Linked DNA regions of Bombyx mori: region 2 is linked to region 1. Evidence: chromatin contacts called from public Hi-C data. All regions are on one chromosome and are shown on one strand. The core of a region is the stretch at or near the end of the contact, and the rest is flanking DNA. Distances in the headings are between cores, read along the strand shown.

Region 1 (4,584 bases), core at 823-3,322:
TCATACAAGTAAGTGAATGGTGATTGAAAACTGGAAGGACTAAGGTAAACAGTACCTTGGTCAATAGTAGCAATTTGTTTAAAATGACGACATATTTTGCCCGATTTTGGAGGAAATAAATCTAATCTATGAAACAATATTTCTTTGTTGCTTCTAGCAAAATATACATTTGTTTTATTTAAACTATTTTGTGCAGATTGTTTGGAAACAATGCATACAATATATAAGTTGTCTACCCACTTCCAGGAATAAATTAATGGGCTGCTTGAATTACTATCATCAGATGACACCGATAGGTTACCAAAACTTTTTGAGTACATACCAGTTTTGATATCATTTATATATTTATATGTGTCTATATTTTCTAAATTTGTAAACTTTATTTTATCTATGGCTGTTTCAGGACGTGGAAAGTATGTGTGCATTAAAACTTTACCTCCAAAATCCATGACAAATGCTTTCTTTTTGTGGTCGCCTTTGAAATATATGATGTCTTCTGCTAAATCTGACCAGTAGAGATCGAGTCCTAACACTCCAGTTAGTGTTGGTTGTACCAGAGATACCATGAAATCTCTTTCTGTTGCCTCCCATATTGGACCTTCAATTTTTATTTCTCTGTCATCAAACTTGCCAGGGAGCAGAGATATAAATGCCGAAGCCACTTGGCCGATCACAGCACTGTCATTTATGTGCAGTCTCATTACTGAATGGTTGTTTGAGTGAGTGTGCCACTTATCGATATGCAAGATACCAAGAGAGCTATTCCTGTCTATTTGATTTTCATATATCAATCCAATGGCAAAATGTACACTGTCATCTTTTTTCATTGAATATGGAAACATTTTCAGCCATGTTTCATTTTTCAAAACCTTTGTGTCAGTGAGGAAAATTAGTAGTTTGTTCTTTGGTAATGTTCTTTGACTCAGCAAATTCTTTAGTTCATTACTGATCAATGTTGGTGATAAACTTAATGATGAAATATCTATAGCAGCCAAATGTTCTCGAAATAGAAGCTTGTTATTGTCTGTGGCATTACCCAAATCAGAAATTCCTTCGATACTGCATGAATCTTCAAACTTCATGAAGTCGGTCATGTTCGTCATCTTAAGAGCAAACAAATCAGCACTTTGTAGTGCATAAACTGTTTCTTTTGCGACATTCACTGCATGCTGAAGTGAATCTGAGCTCATATTATTATCTATAATAAAAACTACTAACTTTGGTTCCGGATGCACAACTTTGTGATATAAATATCTTAAATTAGAATGTGGCATTGCTGTACAATCTCTGTCAGTGGCATAATCTATATGTGAAAGAAAATACTGTCTCTTAACTTTGATATCTTTGAAACGATCCAACATTTTTAACTTCGGATCCTGGAGTGGTAAGCTTTCATAGATATTCGAGCTTCTTATAAATACTGACTTACGTATAGAGTTAAACGGACATGGATGGGTAAAAGACGGTGTGCTGTTGTCGCTTAAGACATTGTACATATCACGTAGTATAATTTTGGCCGAAGATATCTTGTAGCTTAGTTTATCTGCGATGTTATTCAGTAATTCGATATCCGAGTCCTGGTGACTAACCTTATATGCAGAACGAATTTCAAAATGTGATGTGTAGTCGCTGCCTAATTCTTTTACAACTAAATCATTGAATTTCGCCGCCAGCGTTTCCGACAGTTGTAAAATTGTTGTTTTGTAATCACTTCGGATGTTCGTTCTTGTAGTGCTGTCATTTTGCGTGAACACAGTTCCGATGCAGACATTGGTAGATAATATAAAAAATAACCATGAAAACCTCATCTTTCCGTTAATAACATTATTTGTCGATAATATTTTTTTACACTTCAATGTACGACTGGTTACGATTCCTGCGCTTGACTATGACAGCTGCGAGCCTTCCCATTGTGTTTACAATTATTTTATAAAAAAGTAAAGTAAAAGTAATAGCACTGAAGCAATAACAATATTGTATACAGGCGCAAAGACAGCAGGTTTGTAACATTCATGCATTAGACAAAAATATTTCATAGACTGCGTTTTGTCAGTGCTGCCAGATAGCATTTGTATATATTATTTACAATGTCATTAAAATAAAAATACAGTATTTTAGTATGAAAATACAGTATGTATGTAATATGTGTAGAAGATATTCTAGGCAAATATAGCATTTTTTCAGTAATTATTCACCGTGCCGTATGTTCTAAAAATACATTCAATATTTAAATGCGTCGCTAGTGCAAAGATGGAGCCAGTGTCAAACACATTTCCCTATTATTGCTTAAGCTCACGTGCTTTAGTCGCAATGTGTTTTGTTTTAACCAGTTTTTTTGACAAGAAATTCGTTACAGTATTTTTACATTATAGTAAACAGTTAAAGCAGTAATAATACAGTGAATCTACTGTAATTGTAATTATAGCGCATCTGGTATCACTACGTTGTGTAGGGATTACAATCTTAAATCACTTTATCGAAGGATCAATTTTATTTCCCAAAGAAAATCGATTTTCGATGGAATCACACAGATTAATTGATCTCAGACAGTTGAAAATAGAATAGATTTTTACGTAATAACTACTAATAATAATAATAATACCATAAAAATAATTTAAATAATAAATAAATTGATAAGTAAATAATTTATGAATTTATTTTTTATTTATTTATTTATTACAAAAACATACAATTTTAATCATAATAACAAATATTGAAACGATGTTATCTGCTGTAGTCATAGACTGATTATAATATAACTAGAATAATTTATGAATATTTAAAGCAACACGTAAAAATATACATTAATTATTAAATCACCGATAGATAATTATATGACTACAGTGTCACCAACTTATTTGTGAACTGATGGGTCTCGCCATCGTCGTTTCAGTGTTGCTAATTAATACCAATATATATATAAATAGAGTCCTTATGTCATACAGCAGCTTTCATGGCACTGCACCCATTTCAAAAGCACCCATTTCAAAAAAGTCGAAGGCGTAAACGAAGATAAAATTAGGGGATTTTACCTTTGAAAACAATAAAAGGACAATCAGCGTCTGTTTGAGATACAGCTGAGGAGGATTACAGTTTTTTTACTGGTAAATAAAAACGTCCTTTGTAAGAATAATATAATATAAAATGCGTTTTGATTCAATAATTTAATTAATTTTCCCCCACAATTTTATTACCTTATTATCAACATGAGCATACGGCACATTTAAAGGTGAGCGGCTACCGTCGCTCGTGGACGTCAGTAAGTCACGTTTGAAGAAAAACATATACTAGCATTCAGGAAACACCATGCAGGGAAATGAAAAGCAGAATGGTAGGTTTCATACTCGCTTTTAGCATATTTATCTTCTGTCCACACTGAGTGTTCCTATGCGTCAATGTTTTTCTTTCTATCTTTTATAATAACCTTTTTTTGGGCCAGGGCCGAACCTTCTGCGAGGTCGCGCGCGGGGTTTGTGGGACTTGACGATCTGCAAGGTGTTGGGAGCAGACCGCGGACCCAAGGAATTTTAGGGCCCTACCGCACTAAACGACTCCCCTGCACTCTTACACTCGACGTCCGATCTCCGTCCGGAGTCAGAACCCGGTCAGAGTAGGGGGGTTCCCGCGGTCAACACTACAACCAGACACGCGGCGCAACCCCGAGGACGCCTGACCGACGGGTCGTCGAGGCGATAGTCGACGACCAACGACGCCGCGCCGGTCTCCGCGGTACGGCGCGGCGGCGGCTCTACCAGGCCGCCGCCCAGTTATGCCGCTGGTGTTCCGGGATACCCCGCTGGGCCAGAACCAGCCTGCCGGGTCGGAACGCGATACACCGCCGACCGGGTTGTCGCAGCCGCCGACGCGTCCTCCCGTCCTCCTGGTGATCTTTATAATAACCTAGATCAACTTAGATAGCGATCATTTTTTTCGCCTTAGGCTACCATAATTTAATTTCGGGGAAACTGACAGGCCAAGGATTAATTTACAAAGACGACCTTGAGATAAAATAACCTTCAGAAATTACAACTATACATTTTACAACCCTTTGTACAATCGAGGTCAACTTAGTTTATTGAATAGGTTTATCGTATAAAAGGCTTTTTGTTACATGAAACTTGAGTTTAACTAATGTTTCGCAACAGCACCTTATACTACGAGTAAAGGTGTACATACTTCACATGATATAAAAGATAAGTTTTTTCCTCACTATTTCAATTTCTGTGTGCACAAGTGACATTAACAGACGAATAACCTATTTTAGTCATAATAAAACTGATATCTTAAATAAAACATACACTACATATTTATTTATTTAATATCTAATTATTAAGTATGTGTATTATCAATAGAACTAATTAATAAGTGCATTATCTATGGACGGAACTCATACGTACATACCAATTCATCGTCTTTTTGTGCGTAGGTTAGTGGTAGGGCATCTCTTTTTTTATGATTGAAAGATTACTGATGGCCCGAAGGCCTTTCCAGTTTCACCAGGACAGGTGGGCGAGCAAAGGCTCGACCAGGAGGGGTGGGACTTGTTAACAACTGCCCGAGTTCTGCCGAGAGACTGCCGCTTCG
Region 2 (4,584 bases), core at 778-3,277, 300 kb before region 1:
AAAATTCTCTTTACAACAAATCGGCTACTCTTGACTTTGACATTTACTAAGTGTATAATCTATGACTACGGTATATGTGTATTATCTATGGTATTGTCTATACTCTTGACATTGGACTTTTTGGCGGGAACGCGAGGAGTGAAGTTGTGTGATTTGTTTAATTTTGTCTATTTAGTGTTTCCGCAGGCTTAAATGTGTAACAACGGTGGTTTATTAACTGTTTAATATCTGGGAAAGTGCACAAATGTGGAAAAATGAAGCAAAGCCGCTGGACGTTACTTGTGGGGATCCTCCAAAAAGTCCACTGAAAAAATCTTAGTAAATGACCACCATTTTACTGAGATTATATTTCATCCCATATCATCTCATCTCATTTCATTCTATTTCATCCAAGTTGATTAATGTCTCAAATTAATCATCTTTCATTTCATTTCACTCCACATTATCATTTTTCATAAAAATAAGAATATAAATAAAAATAAGACGTGACTTAAAGGTCTTAGTTACCAGGTCATAAAATCCCTTGAAAAAATAAAAAAATCTTGACATTGTTGGCTTGGCTCTGCCCCTGGCATTGCTGACGTCCATGAGTGACGGTGGTCACTTACCATCAGGTGGGCTGTATGCTCGTCTGCCTACAAAGGCAATATAAAATAAAAAAGAATTATGTTGTAGTTCCATTTTTTCAACTGGAAAGACGAAAGTATCATACCATACAACCTAATCTTTTGAATATTCTAAATAATGAATCAAGCACCGTTATTACAAAGCCAAAAGAAACACCAAATTAACAAAATAAAATAATTCATACAACTTCACTCGCGTTCCCGCTTTGTAGATGTTGTTAGCCATTTCTGCTAGTGTTATATTACGGAAACAGCACATTTTAAATAAAACAAGATTGTGATTTTGTGATATTATTGGATTGGAAAGAAGTGTTTTGGTTTCCCTTTTGTATGCTAGACTCACTGAAGTAGGAAACCTAAGACTAGATGACTGTCTGTGTTGCCTAGATGGTTTACCATGATTATAAAAAATCAGTGCAGTACTTATGGCTAGCTAATTTAAGATATTGTTTTGAAGCTCGGCGTCTGCCGGAGTCACTCACTAAACGACTTCTGTACTATTCACCTGAACACGCATGACAAAAAGCGGAGGGGTGACCACCGACAATATTGAAACCAGACAAACCGATTTCTATTGGCGAACCGATTCTACGTCAGCCACCTTAGACGGTGCGGTGGCGGTCCGTCATCATCCAGATAGTGCCATTGGTGGCGTATAAATTCTCGCTGGACTAGTACTAACCCGTTGGATTGAAACAGGTGGTGACTTTTTATAATTAAATCTACAGCAAGTTAGATTTCTATTAGCAGCCATGGTAGTTCAACATCTTTATTCGGCCCGAACCATCACTGAGGGAGGTCACCTCCTACAGAAAACAAGGAGTGAGACGTACTTTCTCTCTCGCTCCACCGTTCCGTGCTGCGGGATGGTGGACTTTAAGCAGTGGGCGAGCATCACCTGCCAGCAGTCGTCGCTGTAGAGCATTGTAGCCATTACGGCCGGCAGCGACAACTTTGATCTTATTTGAACTACGAGGCGAAGCAGCTTCTCCGATGCAGGACTCGGTGCTATGAATGTCTCTACTCCACCACTCCTCGGTGTCCTTGTATTCCACTGTGTTAACTGCAAAAGTAAAAGTTGTGACGGTGTTGATTGGATGAATTGCATTGATACTGAGTAACTATAATCATGGATTTCGTTAGGCTGGCAACATAGGCCCCAACCAATGGTTGTCGTCAAATTTTCTATCGATGTTTTGCGCTACTCACAACAAAATGCCTGTTAGAATTTTGTAAATGCGAACTATATATTTTGTAATGGATAATTTGTGTTATTATTAATACTAGGACTTTTCATCACATAAAGTACATTAAATCAATTGTATATATGAAAAGCATTCGCTATGACGGATCGTACTATTGCGGTGGGTGTCACTCTTAAACAATTTATGTGTTTTGAACCTATTACTCCGGTTAAGAAACTCGAATTTCATTCGTTCGTCGTTAAATGGCTGTATTAATTCTTAGTTGTGATCGAGTTGAAGATAATCGGTGATAAAATTTAATTGTTTGTCTGTTTTGCTCTTTAAATAAAAAAACTAATTTGTTATGCGATATACAGTTTGAAACTACTTTATGTTATTAAATTAAAAACACTTCAAAATTATGAATTTTCAATTGTATGAGCTTTTAGGAATTTAATGGGTTTGATTATAAGAAAAAATATTCAACTTCATATTACATTAATATGTGTAAATAAATATAAATATTCAAAAGAAAAATAAATAGATTATTTGTTATTCGCAGTAGTTTCATTTTGTTACATAGGTAACGATATTTTTTGCAAAGAAAGCAGGAATACTTAATTTCATTTGTTTTTTTTTTTTGTAATTTATTGAAGTTTTTACATTAATTAATCTTCAGTCTCGTCCCAGCCTGGAGCAGGTAACAGCCATCGTAGACTTCATGGAGAAGCACCCTGCACTAGGGCTTGGACAGCTCCGTGGACTGGAAGGCAGAGACGAGAGCAAGAAACTGTGGTTAAAGTTAACTCGCATTGTCAATAATATTTCTGGGCCTACGAGGCCTATGAAGTCTTGGATCAAGGTTTGTTATCATAAAATTCCTTGAAATATATAAATGCATACGAATAAAAATTATACAACATTTGAAATGAGGTCTGATACTTTTTCTTTTGACAATTTTAGTTTAAATTCTTCAGTAGCACCCAGCACAGTATACACTAATCGTTGGGATAATTATGAAAAGTGTCACATTTACATCCCCAACTAGATTCTTGTCCTAATGTTTTGGACATCAGATACACAAACAAAAGTTTACAAAACCTTTATTACTATACATCTTTGACAAAGTTACGGGCTGGACTGGACTTTGACTAGAAATAAAATCTGGACATGCAACATAATTCATTCATCCATCTCAGCTTGTCATAATAAAAATAAAAAGTGTTAACAACTACTTGACCAATGAAAATTTAAATAAATTGAATTATGACCTGTAAAAATAAAACTTTATTGCTGTTGTTGAAGAATTATGGCTTCATAAATACTTGTTCGAAAGCGTTTTCATTATTTGGGAATATTCCCATAATTAAGAACCTATCAAACTCTGTTTTACAGTACTGGGCTGACAAAAAATCTACAGTAAGATCAAAAGTACAAGGATGTGGTGGGGATCCAAATAGCCTATGTTCTAACATTGAGAAGAAAATATGGGATGTTTTCTTAGCAAATGATAATTCAAGTAAGTTTTATTAAAATAAATATTGTTTGATAAATTGTAATTGTAATTGTATTATAAAACTATTTGAAAGATTTGATCTCACATTTATAATACTAAATTTTCTATTGATAACAATAGGGTTGGTTTTTGCTACTCATAGACATTTAAAACTACTTATATGATTTAATATTCGTCAGTCAGAATGACCATCGTCTGTGAAACCACAGTAACTGTAATTATTCGAAACGTCGCAAATAATAAAATAACAATAAAAAAAGCGAGTAGCAATTAAAAATAATTATAATTAAATTCATGATACCTTTGCAAAATGTACATTTTACATTGTGTTCACAGCCAACAATAAGAATATTTGAAATCAAGATTATAAGATATGCATAATTATATATGTTATATTATATGCGTACTGTCTAAATAAGTCTACTAGCTCAGAAATGCTCAATGCATAATTTCAAGTGTGAACAATTCTTATTTATCCTATTTAAAGTGTCAAAGCATAATCTGCAATGAAAATCCACAGGAACAAATCGAGGTGCTGTGAAACAAGAATCTCATTATACTGAAGATAACTTTTTTAACGAAGACAGCATGGATCAGAACCATGTTGAATCCGATCCGGTGCTGGCGTTCGAGGAACCCGTCGCCGATGCTGAGGAGAGGCAAATGGCGGTAATGGAGAAACTGGTACACACAATGCATTACATAGTCTGTTTGACCTCATCAAATTTAGTGACGTTAGCAGTGGACGTTAGTACTGCCTGCTTGGTGGTGAGTGGTCACCGTCGATCTTGGATATCAGTAATACTGGTACCAATACCAGGGTACTGTCAGGTCCTCACTGGGCCTGTAGTTTGTATAGTTACTTGTAATACTTTCTTCTTTGTCTTCTCCTTATCCCACTAGGTGGGGTCGGCACAGCGAATTTTTCTCTTCCATTCCCTTCTCAGCCGCCATCTCAACACTCACTCCTCTCTCTCTCTATCATATCGTCATTCACACACTCCATCCATGTCTTCTTCGGTCGACCTCTTCCCCCTTTACCTTGCACAACCATTTACATACATCTCCTAGTCACATGCATCTCCTCCCACCCCAAGCACCGATCATCGTTTTCGTCAAACCCGTCGCTAACAACGAAGGGCTTGACGAGTAAATTAACTTACAGACACAGCCCACTGAGTTTCTCGGTAGATCTTCTCTCGCGATTCCGATCCGGTGGTAGATTCTGCTAGGCACGGCTCTTGCTAGGGTTCGTGCT

The links. Hi-C and Micro-C count contacts between places; a contact is called where the count stands out from the background.
Region 2: a Hi-C map of whole pupa shows a contact between it and region 1, with 4 times the contacts expected there. The contact joins the promoter of LOC101739642 here to the promoter of LOC101740458 in region 1. A contact is called at or near these places in 2 of 7 Hi-C or Micro-C datasets (posterior silk gland and whole pupa).

The regions. Positions count from the first base shown.
Region 1 is chr12:13,874,897-13,879,480 of ASM3026992v2, reverse strand. LOC101740458 (VWFA and cache domain-containing protein 1) reads right to left here and starts at 2,072. Exons shown (of 1, transcript XM_038014491.2): 1 at 1-2,072. The coding sequence starts at 1,808.
Region 2 is chr12:14,179,295-14,183,878 of ASM3026992v2, reverse strand. It overlaps LOC101739642, which reads left to right and starts at 2,027. Exons shown (of 7, transcript XR_009974541.1): 1 at 2,027-2,117; 2 at 2,501-2,672; 3 at 3,206-3,329; 4 at 3,847-4,010. LOC134199880 (a long non-coding RNA gene) reads right to left here. Exons shown (of 2, transcript XR_009974544.1): 2 at 3,080-4,584. LOC101739503 (mediator of RNA polymerase II transcription subunit 17) reads right to left here and starts at 56. Exons shown (of 13, transcript XM_062671582.1): 1 at 1-56.